3 separate regions of the Mus musculus genome follow, and all the other regions are linked to region 1. Evidence: chromatin contacts called from public promoter capture Hi-C data. All regions are on one chromosome and are shown on one strand. The core of a region is the stretch at or near the end of the contact, and the rest is flanking DNA. Distances in the headings are between cores, read along the strand shown.

Region 1 (4,167 bases), core at 1,504-4,003:
CACCCGTGGGCACACAGCCTGCAATAGGCACATCCTCGAGTCAATCACTTCTTACTGTGACAGAAAAAGCTTTGTCCTCAAGATACCATGACCCTCTTCCCTCTTCCCAACAGGCTGGGGTTCTCCCTGTTGAAGAGATGCCTGGCCAACCCCAAGGCTCTGACAAATAAGCCAATACTAGTGTGGTGTGAGTGCAGGCAGGTGAGGAGATGGCCTCACTCTGCTCGTTGTGGAGAGTGAACTGCCTAACAAGAATCAGGTTTTACTGGTCTAGATTCTGAGATTAGACAGACCCCAGGAAAGGGCCTCCATTTAAAACCCTGCATCTCCTGGTTCAGAGTATGATGTCTGTTCATTCGAGATGAAGCTAAAAAGTGCTTAGAGGAGAGTTTCAGTCAGGCTTGGAGCACAGGTGTCACGGACTGTGCTACTGCAGAGCTGACACTTTTCAAAAGCACAGAAAATGAAAGCCGAGGAACGTCTCTCTGATAACTTGAGGGGCTTATTTTTGAAGTAACCATGCAAACACAGTAGTGGGGAGATAGAATCAGTCTGGAGAAGTGCATCTGAATTCACTGGACCACCTTGTCCTGGCAACTTCTTACACCCCAACACCTCCGCACAGGGAAACTGAGCCAGCCTCCCTGAGCACACAGGGAGCTCAGCAGAGCAGGACTTGCCTGGGGTTATGAGCCTTCCTGCCCGGATGCTGGGAGAAGGGATGCGTGAGACACCAGCAGCTATGGGGAGGACCATTCGAAGTACTGCCGTCCATGCCTCATGTTCCAGACCGTTACATAACTCCAATAGCAATTATAAGGGGGGGGGGGCATCCTCCCAATTACTTGATTTTGTGCAGATAAATGAACCAGGTTTAATTAAAATAAGATGGCTTTCTATCTCAGGGTTGCTAACTGCACTGAAAAATCAATTTGCCAATTACTGTTTGCCGGGGCTGTACAGGGCTCCCCTCCCTCATGCCAGGCGACCTCTACAACCTGCACACTTGGAATGATCACCCCAGTATCCGGCATCATCCAAGCCCACCGCCCACCGAGAGGCAGACGCTCAAACTAAAGTTTTTGGGTTTGGCTTTATGGCACTTTAAAAACTTTAAGAGGCAACTTGTGAGGAAACCAGTGACTCACTCACCAGCTACTCCTTCTTCGAGACTTTCACAATTTTTATGCTGCTGCCCGAAGTCTTCTCAGCGTTCGCTTTGAACTCGGTCTTCAGGGCATCCCTCACTGCTTTTGCACAGATCTGGGAAAACCGGATGTAGCTGGCAAAGTGAGAGAGGATACGAGGCTGGTTACCAACAGCTGGAATGGCGGTGTCATGAGGTGTGATACCCTGGTTTTCTTTCCATAATTTTGGTTGATTACTAAGGTAAAATTGGACTGAAAACTGGGCAATATCAAACAGGATCTATTCAAAGGAAACAATCGGAACTGTGCCCCCCAGATCAGCTGGTACTTGGCTGGGAGGTCACAATTCTTGGCAGTGTATCTTTTCAGGACTTAGTAATTTAAAATAAGGGTTGGTTGGTTTGTTTGCTTTTTTAAGTCCCACAATGTAGGAAAGATTCCCCAGCCCATTTCTGTATTTAATTGCTTTAATTATATTATTCCTACAACACACACACACACACACACACAATTAGGAAAGCTATTTTGAATTAAAAGAGTGCTTTTCATGGTCAACTATTAAAGGCACTGCTGAAAATATTGGATTTTTGCTCTTGTCTATCGTGAAAACACTTCCTAACCAAGGTTTCCAAACTTCTCAGAGAACATCACCAGTAGCAAACAGAGCTCAGAGGAAACTTCCTGTTAGGTAGATGGATTCACCTGTCAACACTATTATCCCAGAAGATAGCACTTTTCACACTTTTTGAAACCAGAGATGGAGGAGTGGCTGGCTGTTTCTCCTGCTTTAAATCTGTTTGGGGAGCTCAGGAGCAAAGGGTTTAACCTGCAAAGCACCGGGGTAAAAATAATAGCTGTCCTTCAAGCGGCTGGGCGCAGGAAAATAAGGTGATGGACGCCATGGGAGATAGTTTAATAAGAGGCATCAACTGTGAGCCTACCGTCCTTTTGTTCTACACAACTTTGCTTGAACTCTGTCGGGGCACTGGGCCTTCAGCCTGATACCCAGAAAGGTGTTCCTCCACCCAGCACACTAACAAGATGCACTCCCTGGAGCAAGGAAACCATGCACCACCACTCCTAGGCCCACAGCTCGCACCCATCACGGGGCCCCTGCAGGGCGCTCCACAGGTTAGAGGGCTTTCACCTTTTTTCACTACTGGGAAAAGGTCACTAAGGTCACACTTGAAAATGAACTTGTGCGCCCCTCCCTCTGCGCAGGTGAGCAAGGTCAGTGTCAGCGTGGCCAGGTCAAGGGTGCTGTGCACTTGGCCGTCACAGCGATCATGCAGGTACTGTAGGCTACCTCTCCCGAGGAGCAGCCACCTCTGTTTAGGGTCCCTGACCCCATGACCCCGCGAAGAGCCTTGTCCACGGCGACGCCATCTTGGAGGGTGGCCGCGTGGCTTGGCCGTCTCGTACGGCCTGGTGACGGCCGGCCAGGCCTTCCCAACGCTTTCTGGGCGTACCTGAGTCCAGCCTGTCGCCAGTACGCCACCATGGTGTCTCGAGCGGGCGCGTCGGGCAGAACCGCTGGGTCGCTTCAGAGTAGCCTCAAACCGGCCCGGCAGCAGGAAGGTCAGGCCTGAGTAGCGGAAGGGGTGGGGTACGCGGACCTGCCAGTCAGCGCCTCATCCCGCCCTTGCCAACCAGGAGCCAATAGGAGCGCCGGTCGCGCCTTGCCCATTGGCCGAGCGGCTACCGGAAGCTGTGGCCGTAGAGACACCTGGGAAAGCGAGGCCGCTGCATGCCGGTCACCTTCCAGGTGCTGCGGGCAGGGGGCGGGGCCTCCTCGAGCCCGCTCTGAGTGACAGCTAATGTTCCTGTCTGCATGTACCCATGCCCAGGATTCCATTTGTACTCAGGCAGAATTCACGATGGAACCACATTGCAAAGTGGAAATGTATATACTTAAAAAAACATCATCAGGGCATCAGACCCTTCCAGAACAGGTGTAACTCCTAGAAACCGTACCTGACACTTTGTCCAACAATGTTAAGTAGTGCTCTGTTTAGCTGGAACATTCATTCCACTTGTCAAACGATTTTTCCTTTACTTTTTAAAAATCTTTTACAAATGTCCAAAGAATTATTAAACTGAGTAATCCTTTAAAGTAGGAAGCTAAGAACTTGAAGTTGTGGTTTTGTATGCATGCTAACTGGTCTCTTCAGGAAAACCCACCCCATAAAAGGCAAAAGGCAGTCACCAGTCACCCAGGCAAAACTGTACACATCAAAGCCAACACCACTTAGACAATCTCTGTGGCTGTTTTGCAGCCATCCTGAGTCCCCACGGGGCGCAATCTTCTAGGACTTCCCTCAGACCATGGTGTTCCTCCAGGCTCTTCTCATCTAATGCCCTGAGTTAAGGTGAGAAGATCTGGGTCCTAGGTGACATGTGTTGTCTCAAATGATGGACAGCTCTTCATGTAATAAAGCTGTTTTGTGGTCTTAACTGCCTCAAGAAGTACTCATATTCCGATAACCTGACATACCATGTCTTAGCAACTACAAACCCATGACATTTATAAGTCAATGTGAAGTGCTCAGAGATGGGAAGAGCTGCTCTTCTGTCTCAGTGTTCTGTTAAGAGTGATGAGACACTCAGGTAATGACTTTATTTTTTCGGTTAACATAACCAGCCCACAGTACAGCATGCGAAATCACAAAGTACAAATTCAAGGAAGGGAATGCCTTTACTAAGTCACAAAATTTGGCAAATTATTATAGTACCCGTTAATACAATAAAATACTATTTTTGCTGGAGTCATATATTACCTTACTGTTAATTTTCACTCCAAAAATATCATTTAAAAGTACCAAATCCAAACACTGGTTTCCAGCAGGGCAGGTTATTTTATATAAATTAATGTCATTTAAATTTTACAGGTTCTCTTTGTAGAGTGAGTCCCTCATGCAGGCAGTTCTGGTTCACAGCAGCGGGCAGCTGTGGACAGGAGGGCGGCTGGGCTCTGCTCTGGTTGGTCCGCAGCCAGGTAGTGTTCCAGTACCTGGAGCTT
Region 2 (4,521 bases), core at 882-3,381, 320 kb after region 1:
CTACCTTGGCCTCTACTTCTGTAACCAAGTGATTCCTGTTACATCATTTCTTCTCCATAGAAGTGGGTGTGCCACATGAGCAGTTCCCCACCCCCACCACTCCCAGCTCATTTTGTTATTATTTTAATACCAATCTCATTTTGTGTTTACTGTGTGTGTGTGTGTGTGTGTGTCATTTTCTTTGGTTTTTGGTATGTGCAATCCTGAGGGCTTCCTGAAACCAAGCTGGGCTTATTTGTCACTCTGTCTGCCAGTCAGAAGTCATTATCTATGATTCAGCCGCACGTCTGCAATGGGACGGTAATTTGCGTTCATAATGATAGCCTGGAGGTGGCTTCAGTTCCTGCAGGGAATGATCAAGGGAAGATTAATCCAAGCCCTGCATACAGGAGCTTCCCAAATCCATAAGATGGCTTCTAGTTGTCTAGAGAAAATGGAAGGAAACAGAGAGGCTGAGGTAGCAGCTTGCCTCAGAGAGCATTTGCCAGACCCCAGCTGGTCCCTACCCAGACTCTTCTTCATTCTTTGCCCACTTTATCACTTTTTGGTACCCTCTAGTCAAACTCACGTGGGTGAGAACAGACTATGATTAAAGCTATGCGTCCCTTGTTATCATTTATTAATTTACACATGCGTTCGTTTAGCCGAGATCAGTCACACACCAGCTACATGTTGGATCCTCACTATTCCTGATGTATAGGGGAAGATGCAATAGGTCTTCTTTAGTTTATTTATTGATGGAAGCAGACAGCAGACAAACATACAACACAAACTGAGGCAAGCAAAGGAAATCTGGACAGTAGACCAAGGATAGAAAGAGCTGGGGTGCTGTTGTTTATCATTGGGTAGACAAGGAGCCATCTGTGACCTTGGCACAAAGACCTGTGGGAGGAAAAAACGTGAGCTATGTGGATGCAGGAGGGAGAGGTGTTTCAGACAGGGGTATAGGAGGGAGGCTAAGAATGGCCATCAAAGGCTCCGTGTGCCAAGAAAACACATGATAGCTTCCTCCCACAATGCTGCTGTTCGGATTGTTCTGTCACATGACCAAAAGATGAGACTGAGGTGCTGGAGAGACATTCAACTGTAAATGCTTGTTCTACAAGCAGGAGAATGAGTGTGATCCCCAGCACCCCCACAAAAAGCTGGGTGTGGTGGTCTGGTCTGTGCCTTTGACCCCAAGGCTGGGATGGCAGCAAAGAAGTACCTTGAGGCTCTCTGGACACCTAGCCCAGCCTAAATAAACAGCCCCAGGCCCTCAGGCTTGACACTATTTTTTTTTTTAACAAAAAATGGCCACTAATCCTGAGGAATGATACCTGGAGTTGCTCTCTGACCTTCACAGGTGTGTGTGTGTGTGTGTGTGTGTGTGTGTAAGCATGTCTGCCACCTCTCCCCGATATCCACACACCCACCGCCATCTGTCAAGATAGCTTTCCAGCACCTTTTAATTCACTTAAAGTTCTTAGAAGACACTTCCTGCCAGAGCAGAGTATTTAACTCATCCGGCATCCCTTGCTGCTTAGATGGGAGTTAGTAATGGCCAGAGGCACACTCACAGAGAGGCAGCTACTGCCATCCTTGGCTTGTGGTTATCAAAGAGTGAGCCAACTGCAGGCCTTCTGGTGGCCACTGCTGTAGCTGTAATCTCTTCCCCACCTTTGTGCTCAGCTTCTGAGCTTGCTGAGCCCTGATGAGGGAAGCTTCCAGGCCGGAGACAGCTAGAGGGGTGACCAGGGCCTCCTTTTCAAACTGGAAGAGCTGGTGTGGCAACATGACATCCTTCTTTTTCCTTTTGTTCTCTTTCCTTGAAATAGGTTGATGTCAAGGACAGATAAAGCCCACCGGCCTTAGCTGGATCTAACAGGCCACAACTGATGCTTCTTGCTTCCTGCAGTGGACTTCACCTGCTCTCCCTGCCTGCCCACTCTTCCAGGAAAGAGCCTTGGAGCTTGTGCATACAGAGTTTGAATTTCCACCTCTTTAGCGACAAGTTGGGAATTGGCCTGAGGCAAAAATGAAAGAATGACCCATCCAAAGAGCCCATGCTTACCTGTACACCCTTACCCCAAGAATGCCCAAGTCCAAAAGACCCCAGTTTCCCTAATGGGTAAAATGATCCCACATGTGCCCTGGGGGCCGGATGCCTGAGGCTCCAGTTTCACAAGGAAATTGTTTGAGAGGTATGTTAAGTCAGAAAGCTACTTACTGGCCTTGGCATGACTCCTCTTGGAGAGTAAGTGGACACCAGGCTGGCTCTTTACAAAAGTAAACACACATCCATCTCCTAGAAGATTCAGGACACCCATGTGGCCGGAGCAGGCCTTCTTCTGCAGCCTGCGTGGCCTGAGCAAGTTAGCGAGGCATCTGTGTGCTTGAGACCTGGATCCTAGCTGGGCAGTAGTCTATGAAATTGAATTTCATAGGACTTAGAAATCTTCCACTGTGCTTAATACTCATCAGAAGAGCAGCTCTCAAAAACAAGAAGGAAAAGAAAACAGGAGATCTAGATGTTCATGAGACAAAAAGAGAAATAAACAACAAGACTCCCCCCTCCCCCATATTCTTGATGGTTTTGAACTCTGGGGCACTCGGCAAAGAGCTGGGGGTTCTGCGATGGCCTCTGTGGCAGAGCTCCCAACCCTGCCTTGCAGTAAGCTGCCCTGAGGGGCAGCTTCAGCTCAAGGCTACTGGTCTGGATATCTGCTTTCATGAATAAATGTGGATCCTTGGGGAGTGGCTTCAAAATAAGCCCAAAAACACAAACTCTTTGTACATTATGTAAATTTCTGTTTGTCTATATAATTGGCAACAACTGGGAATTGTAACCTCTGTTCAAAATCTCTTTTAGCTGAGCTCTTTCTTCTGTGTCCGTGGTGAGTATGGGGGTGGGGGTGGGATCAGACTGTGAGTTCCCATGTAAACTCTACTCTGCAGGCCCAGCTGGGAGAGTCTGCCCACCTCCCCACCAGGCCTCATAGCAATGAGAACCTGTCTTTGGGCATGTTCCAAGGGCACCACGTGGAGACACTTTAGCTATTGTGTGAAGTGGAGCCTTAACCAGATGGTAAACTTCAGAGGACCGTCTCCTAAGTTATTACAGGTGTGAACGTGCCTGCTTATTGAGGGTGTGTGAGAGAGTGCTGGTTTGCTGGGGGGGAATGTACAGTTAAGAGAAGTAATTATTTATTGGGGAACTATTTTCTACGTAACTCCTTTATGGGATCTATTAAAAGTAAAGGCACTGTAGATAGATAGATAGACAGACAGAAAAATAGATTTTAAATTGTGTTCAAAAATCCAAACCCATATCTCTTAGTAGCTAGAAATTGTTTAAATCTCATAAGCACTATTTGGCACAGTGGCCAGATTGTATTTCAAAAACAAATCCACTCACTGTGAGAACACTCAGGAGATAAGTCAAATGCATAATAAAAGAAAATCTAAAAGTTTGCTCTGGCTTGCAGGCTTTTCCTTGCACACAGTTACACATTCACTCTTCACAGGCCTCTGGAGAGGACAGGACAGAGCCAGAGTTCTGGATGTAGGATTCATCTAGAGAGGAAAGTATAGACCAAGGCGGGTGGGCAGCTATTGGGAGGAGAGGAGTTTGGGGACCATTTGAGAAGATAAACATCAAAGTGTCTGGAAAAGAAGAAGGAGGTTTGGATGAAGTTGGTGACTTCCTTGGAATGCCTGCTCTTCTACACAACCTTTTCAGGGAGACAACCATGGGCCTATTGCTCAAAGCATCTGAGAATTATCTCCAGAAGTGATCACAGTAGCAAGGCCACACAGGACATAAAAGCAAATGGAAGGGAGGCTGTTTGATAAAAGAGGGAGAGGGGACAGGAGGGCAGAGGGAGGGCAGGAGAGGGCAAGGGGATGAACATTGTTAAAGTATTAATGCAAATGCCATTATAAAAGCATCACTTTGTATGATCCATGCTAATAAACTTTTAAAAAAGATTCTAAAGCATCTACAGCAGCGGTTTTCAACCTGTGGGTCACAACCCCTTTTAGGGAGGTGGTCACATATCAGATATCCATAGCAGATATTTTCATTATGATTCATAACAGTAGCGAAATTACAGTTATAATGTCACACCGGGATAATCTTATGGTTGGGATCGCTACAGCATGAGGAACTGTGTTACAGAGTCACAGTGTTAGGAAGGTGGAGAGTGTTGGTCTATTGAGTCTGGGTGCAAGGATTCTCTTCCCTGTCTCTGTGCCCCAATTTTGAATCCAAACCCATACCATTAGAGAGCTGGACCAAGACAAAGACACAGAAACATCCCCCCAACCCTACCTCCACCAAGACATCCTTTGTTTGGAGTAGGCCTGATCACTATCTAATCTGAGAAAACCCAAGAGCCTCTTGTTTTAATTAAACTCATTTTAGAGAGTTTTGACTCTGATGAATTGAGAGAGTTGAGTACTAATTTATTCAGCAGGATGTGCAGTAGTGCACAGCAGGGACATGGTGTTCCTGGGAGGCGCTGATGGGGCCTGGCATCC
Region 3 (4,560 bases), core at 57-2,556, 470 kb after region 1:
ACATGTTTTGTTTTTGTTTTTGTTTTTTTTTAAGAATTAAAAAATGCATAAACTTATGTTTCAGTTCCAAACGTAAGTACATATTTGTTAGAGCTAAACTTCCAGCATAAGCTAAAAGCCCCATCTCCATCTTAAACACATTCAAGGATTGCAGAGTGGCCCCAAACCTAAAGCATGAGAGAGCTGCTGAGTAGCTGGGGATTGGGCCTGACTTCCAGCTGCCACGAGGGGGACTTAACACTCCCTTCCCCTTCTTAAGTTGAACAAAGTTCACATTGCAGCAAACCAACTTCCGAACACTTCTGAGGACCCCTAAGTTGCAAATACTAAGTGGGTGGTTCGCGACTTTGGGCCTCTCCAGCTGGACGCCGCCTGCCCCAGGAGCCTGTTAGTCACTAAGTTGCCCTTATTGTTTATGCTGCTGCCCACCCTTTCCATCAACAACAAAAGGCAAAAATAAAAAATTCCCGTCGGATCCGCCATGCTTATCAACTCTGAACATGTGAACTCAGGCACCAGGGGCTTACGCCCTCCAATTTCTCTGAGGAAAGGGGCCCTAATTGCTCTCAGGAATGCAGGGGAGCCCCAGTGGCTCAGGCTACAGTGCTTACCCCAAAGCACTTCCGGCAGCCACTCAAAAGGCATGAAGACATGCCACGCTGCCTACAGAGTACAGGCCTTAAGCTAGGATACAATGGTGCTGTCCAGCTGTGAGCACAGGATCTCCCTGGCATCTTTGCAGATGAAGCAGGAACCCGGTTCAGCACAGGTGAACCATCGCAGCGTGAGTGTGCACACCGTATGAAGTCACTGGTATGGGGAGGCATCAGGAAATGGACTTGAGTTCTCCTCAAACCCTCGGGGGCCAGGTTAAGCTCCTGTTTCCTCAGAGCTACTTGGATGGCCATGCAATATTAACCACAAAGCCAGAGGTGGCTAGTCTAGGGTAAGAAACTAGGCACAGAATGGACCAGGCAGAGGCATCTCCCACCTGACCTGTTAATGTCCTGGTTGGACACAGAGGGCTCTGAGCTCTTAGCTTAGTGTGATGGTCCTCACCAGTCTCGGGCTTGGTTGGCACTGGGGTCTTATGAAGTTGGGTAACAGAGGTGGGACATTGTTCAGCTAGAATATTTGAAATTCTAAAATACGTTTCCACTTTCAAAATGAGCGTCCCGTAACAAGGGCTCTTTAAGTAAGTAGCAAAGCCTCCGGCCTTCTGCAAGATGAAAGCAGTCTTCTAGGATACAGGCCACCGTGCGCCATCTGCCGGGCGACTGGTAGAAGGCACCCGTAACAAATTTTCCGAATCTCAGCTGCAGACTTGGCAGTGGCCACTAGAGGGAACCGTAGTCCCCTGTCTCCCAAAGTGACGTCAAAGTAGTTGAGTTGTTTATCTAATAGGCCAAATTTTAGAAATAGATGCAAGTACTCGTCCATTAAAAAGAGTTGCGTGATTGTTATGTAATGTGATAGAAATTGCACACCTTACCGTTAACGCAATGGGTACAAGCCAGGCGTAGTGATGCGTGTCTCCAATCCCAGCTTCCCAGGGAGAGAGGCAGGTGGATAGCTGTGAGGTGAAAAGCAGCCTGTTAGCCTGTAGCAAATTTCAGGCCAGGCAGGGCTACACAGTGGGACACTGTCTCAAAGCAAATAAGATCAGCTTAGTCACAACCATGTCCACTTTTTAAAGTTTAGTTTCTGTAATCTTTTTGCAGCATACTTCTGTCTTTCCCCATCATCACCATCAGTCTCCGCTGTGCAAGTCTTTCTCTTACCATGCAAAGTGCATTCTTATCCAAAAACAGTTTCCTTTTCTTCAATCTTCTTTAACCCTATACCATACCTGTCTATCTCATACCTATAACATCTCTCTCTCTCTCTTTCTGCCAAGAGTTCCTATAATTATTAATGTTGGTGCATAGTTCAGAAACATTTTAATAAGATAATTTAAAAATTAAACCCCAGGAGGCTGTACCTAAAACTCAGAAACTGTATATGACATGTTAAATATCTAACAGTTATGAACAGAAACACAAACTACATTAACAGTCTTGCATCTTCTTAACCAATTTATTTGCTAAAGATGTAAGTCATTATAACAGACACTTAAAGATAATTTTTTTGTTCAGCCAGATATGTTAAGTCCCAGCACTTGAGGGGCAGAGACAATTGGATCTCTGCGAGTTTTGGGCCAGCCTGATCTACCTAGTGAGTTTCAGGATAGCCAGAGCTACATAGTGATATCCTGTGCAAAAAAAAAAAAAAAAAAAAAAAAAAAAATACAAAATAAAAAATTGAGACAAGGGGCTCTCTTTGTAGCCCAGGCTACCCAGGCTATGCTGAAACCTCATCTGTAGACCAGGTTGGCCTTAAACTCAGAGATCCACCTGCCCCTTCCCAAGTATGAGAACTAAAAGGGGTTAGCTGTTATTCTGGATTACAAGGAGCCAAAGCAGGGAAACGTTTGGCATTTCTTACTTTATTCCTTTTGAACGACCTGTTCACCGGTATGTGAGTTATTTAACAAGTATTTTGCCTCAACTATTTTATATTTCTTTAGAACTAAAAACATAGATGAACGATTGTCCCATGTATATTATTAACACATTAAGGTAATCTGTAAACCTGAAGATGTCTGCAAGCCTTCAAGTGGTTTTTAAAATGATTTTTTTAAAGAGATGGTACTGACAAAAACAATCCTTAAAACAACTAAAGTGCATGTATCTTCATATATATTCACACACACACACACAACATATGTAGTTCACACACACACACAACATACATAGTTCACACACACACAACATATGTAGTTCACACACACACAACATATGTAGTTCACACACACAGCATACGTAGTTCACACACACACACACAACATACGTAAAGCACAGAGATAAGTCATCACTTTAGTCCTTGGGATGAAGTTAGCGTCTGAGAAGGAGGCAATTATCCCATAGGAAAAAAAAATGCACGCTGGGATGGAAGTAATTTCTTAAAATTAATTGATATCCCTAGGGAGTGAGGGTCATTTTGTAGAACCAGGATTGAGAGATAGGTTAAGAAGACAACATCTTGTCCAAAACTGTGCAATTCTGCATGAGCTTAAAAACATTTTAATTAAAAATGTATGTTAGCCTCCCTGAAGAAAATGCTAAGCCTGTTAGCCCTCTGCCTGTAAATGCTCACACACTGACTGGATGTGCCCTCTCTGCCCTTCACCTTTATCCTGCCACCTTAACTGACCTACAGACATGTAGCCAGGCTCAGCCTGAAGAGGTGGTTGGAATTAGGACTTTTTCCCTTGAAATTTTAGTTTTACTACAAATGAAAAGGAAGTTGTGCCGGGCATGGTGGCACACGCCTTTAATCCCAGCACTTGGGAGGCAGAGGCAGGCAGATTTCTGAGTTCGAGGCCAGCCTGGTCTACAAAGTGAGTTCCAGGACAGCCAGGGCTATACAGAGAAACCCTGTCTCAAAACAAACAAACAAACAAACAAACAAACAAACAAACAAACATAAAATTTAAAAAAAGAAACAAAAGGAAGTTGTACCAGTTTAATGGCTTTAGTTTACAAGAACACTTATGCAGAAGCCAGTTTGGTGCACATGCAGGCAGTGCACATTTATGTAATCACATGCGAGGTAGATTTTAGATATCAAGGCCTTGAACATTACTCTCGTTTGGGATTTACAATTCCTGTCATTTACACTGAGAAAAGGAAATGACTCCAAGACCTTTAGCAGACATTTATACATATTATTTTTCATGTCATCCAACCCCAATCAAAACCTTACATTTAGCAGTGTTATACGTTTTGTAAAACATTTTGAAACAGAAATCATATGATTTTTATGTTAACTATGACTGTTACACAAAGAGACAAAATTATAATTAGGGTATATTTGCTACAACTAACATGTATTTACTTCGAACTTGACTTGTTTGGAAGGAAATTTCTATCAAAATCTATGTCTATTACATTACATTTTGTAACTTAATGAAATCTTTATCTTATGACTCTAATGAGTGGTTTTTTTAAACAAGGAATTAGCATTTTAAAATTTTATGAAATACTTGATAGGTCTAAGAGATCATCTTAATGGACTTTCAAAGTTCAGAGTGCTCGTATTTGTAAGGCAGTGTGCATCAGGGGGTTTATTCACATCTATATATCTTCACGTGAGCATTTTCACTGGGCATGCCACGAATAAAATAATACTTTCAGCATACGATGAAAATGAATTTAGAAAAAACTGAGGTGGCCACAGTTCTCTGCATTTTTTTACATGAAAATAATTACTGTGGACATACACGACGTGGTTACAGGAGATCGAAGTGCGCCAACATAAAGAGTAGAGAGTTTCTCTTCACATCTCTTGAAGGTCTGGGAAAGGCTCAGTGCCAAGGAGGACAGAAGGATGCAGAAAGCTACCTGTCAGCGAGACTAAGAGGTGGGGTGACAGAGAGAAAGTGGAGACGCAGTTAGTTCTCACGTGCTGCTTTCCAGCAGTGGCCCCTTCCACTCCTGGTCCACCTGCTTATTTTTAATT

Evidence for each region. Promoter capture Hi-C pulls out the DNA fragments that hold promoters and counts their contacts.
Region 2: a contact with region 1 is called in a promoter capture Hi-C map of second pharyngeal arch cranial neural crest. The contact joins the enhancer-like site here to the promoter of Atp5e in region 1. A contact is called at or near these places in 7 of 39 promoter capture datasets (the HPC-7 cell line, cranial neural crest, embryonic stem cells and 3 more), 1 of 484 Hi-C or Micro-C datasets (the HPC-7 cell line) and 3 of 115 datasets of contacts at active chromatin or transcription factors (bone marrow-derived macrophages and embryonic stem cells).
Region 3: a promoter capture Hi-C map of the C10 cell line shows a contact between it and region 1. The contact joins the enhancer-like site here to the promoter of Atp5e in region 1. A contact is called at or near these places in 9 of 39 promoter capture datasets (the C10 cell line, the HPC-7 cell line, cranial neural crest and 5 more) and 2 of 115 datasets of contacts at active chromatin or transcription factors (embryonic stem cells and microglia).

What each region holds. Positions count from the first base shown.
Region 1 is chr2:174,461,348-174,465,514 of GRCm38.p6, forward strand. It overlaps Atp5e (ATP synthase, H+ transporting, mitochondrial F1 complex, epsilon subunit), which reads right to left and starts at 2,754. Exons shown (of 3, transcript NM_025983.3): 1 at 2,618-2,754; 2 at 1,153-1,282. The coding sequence starts at 2,649. The coding sequence ends at 1,156. It overlaps Prelid3b (PRELI domain containing 3B), which reads right to left. Exons shown (of 6, transcript NM_025531.2): 6 at 3,744-4,167.
Region 2 is chr2:174,780,065-174,784,585 of GRCm38.p6, forward strand. Edn3 (endothelin 3) reads left to right here. Exons shown (of 5, transcript NM_007903.5): 5 at 1,818-3,978. The coding sequence ends at 1,854. Among named protein-coding and RNA genes, the nearest start is that of Edn3, 22 kb to the left of the region's middle. Within about 2 kb of position 2,132, at least 13 of the 459 cell types and tissues checked have an H3K27ac peak or open chromatin away from gene starts, as enhancers often do.
Region 3 is chr2:174,931,600-174,936,159 of GRCm38.p6, forward strand. The region is part of intron 4 of Gm40017 (a long non-coding RNA gene); the gene reads left to right. It overlaps Gm30591 (a long non-coding RNA gene), which reads right to left. Exons shown (of 3, transcript XR_375380.3): 3 at 3,551-4,454. Among named protein-coding and RNA genes, the nearest start is that of Gm30591, 8.1 kb to the right of the region's middle. Within about 2 kb of position 1,307, at least 13 of the 459 cell types and tissues checked have an H3K27ac peak or open chromatin away from gene starts, as enhancers often do.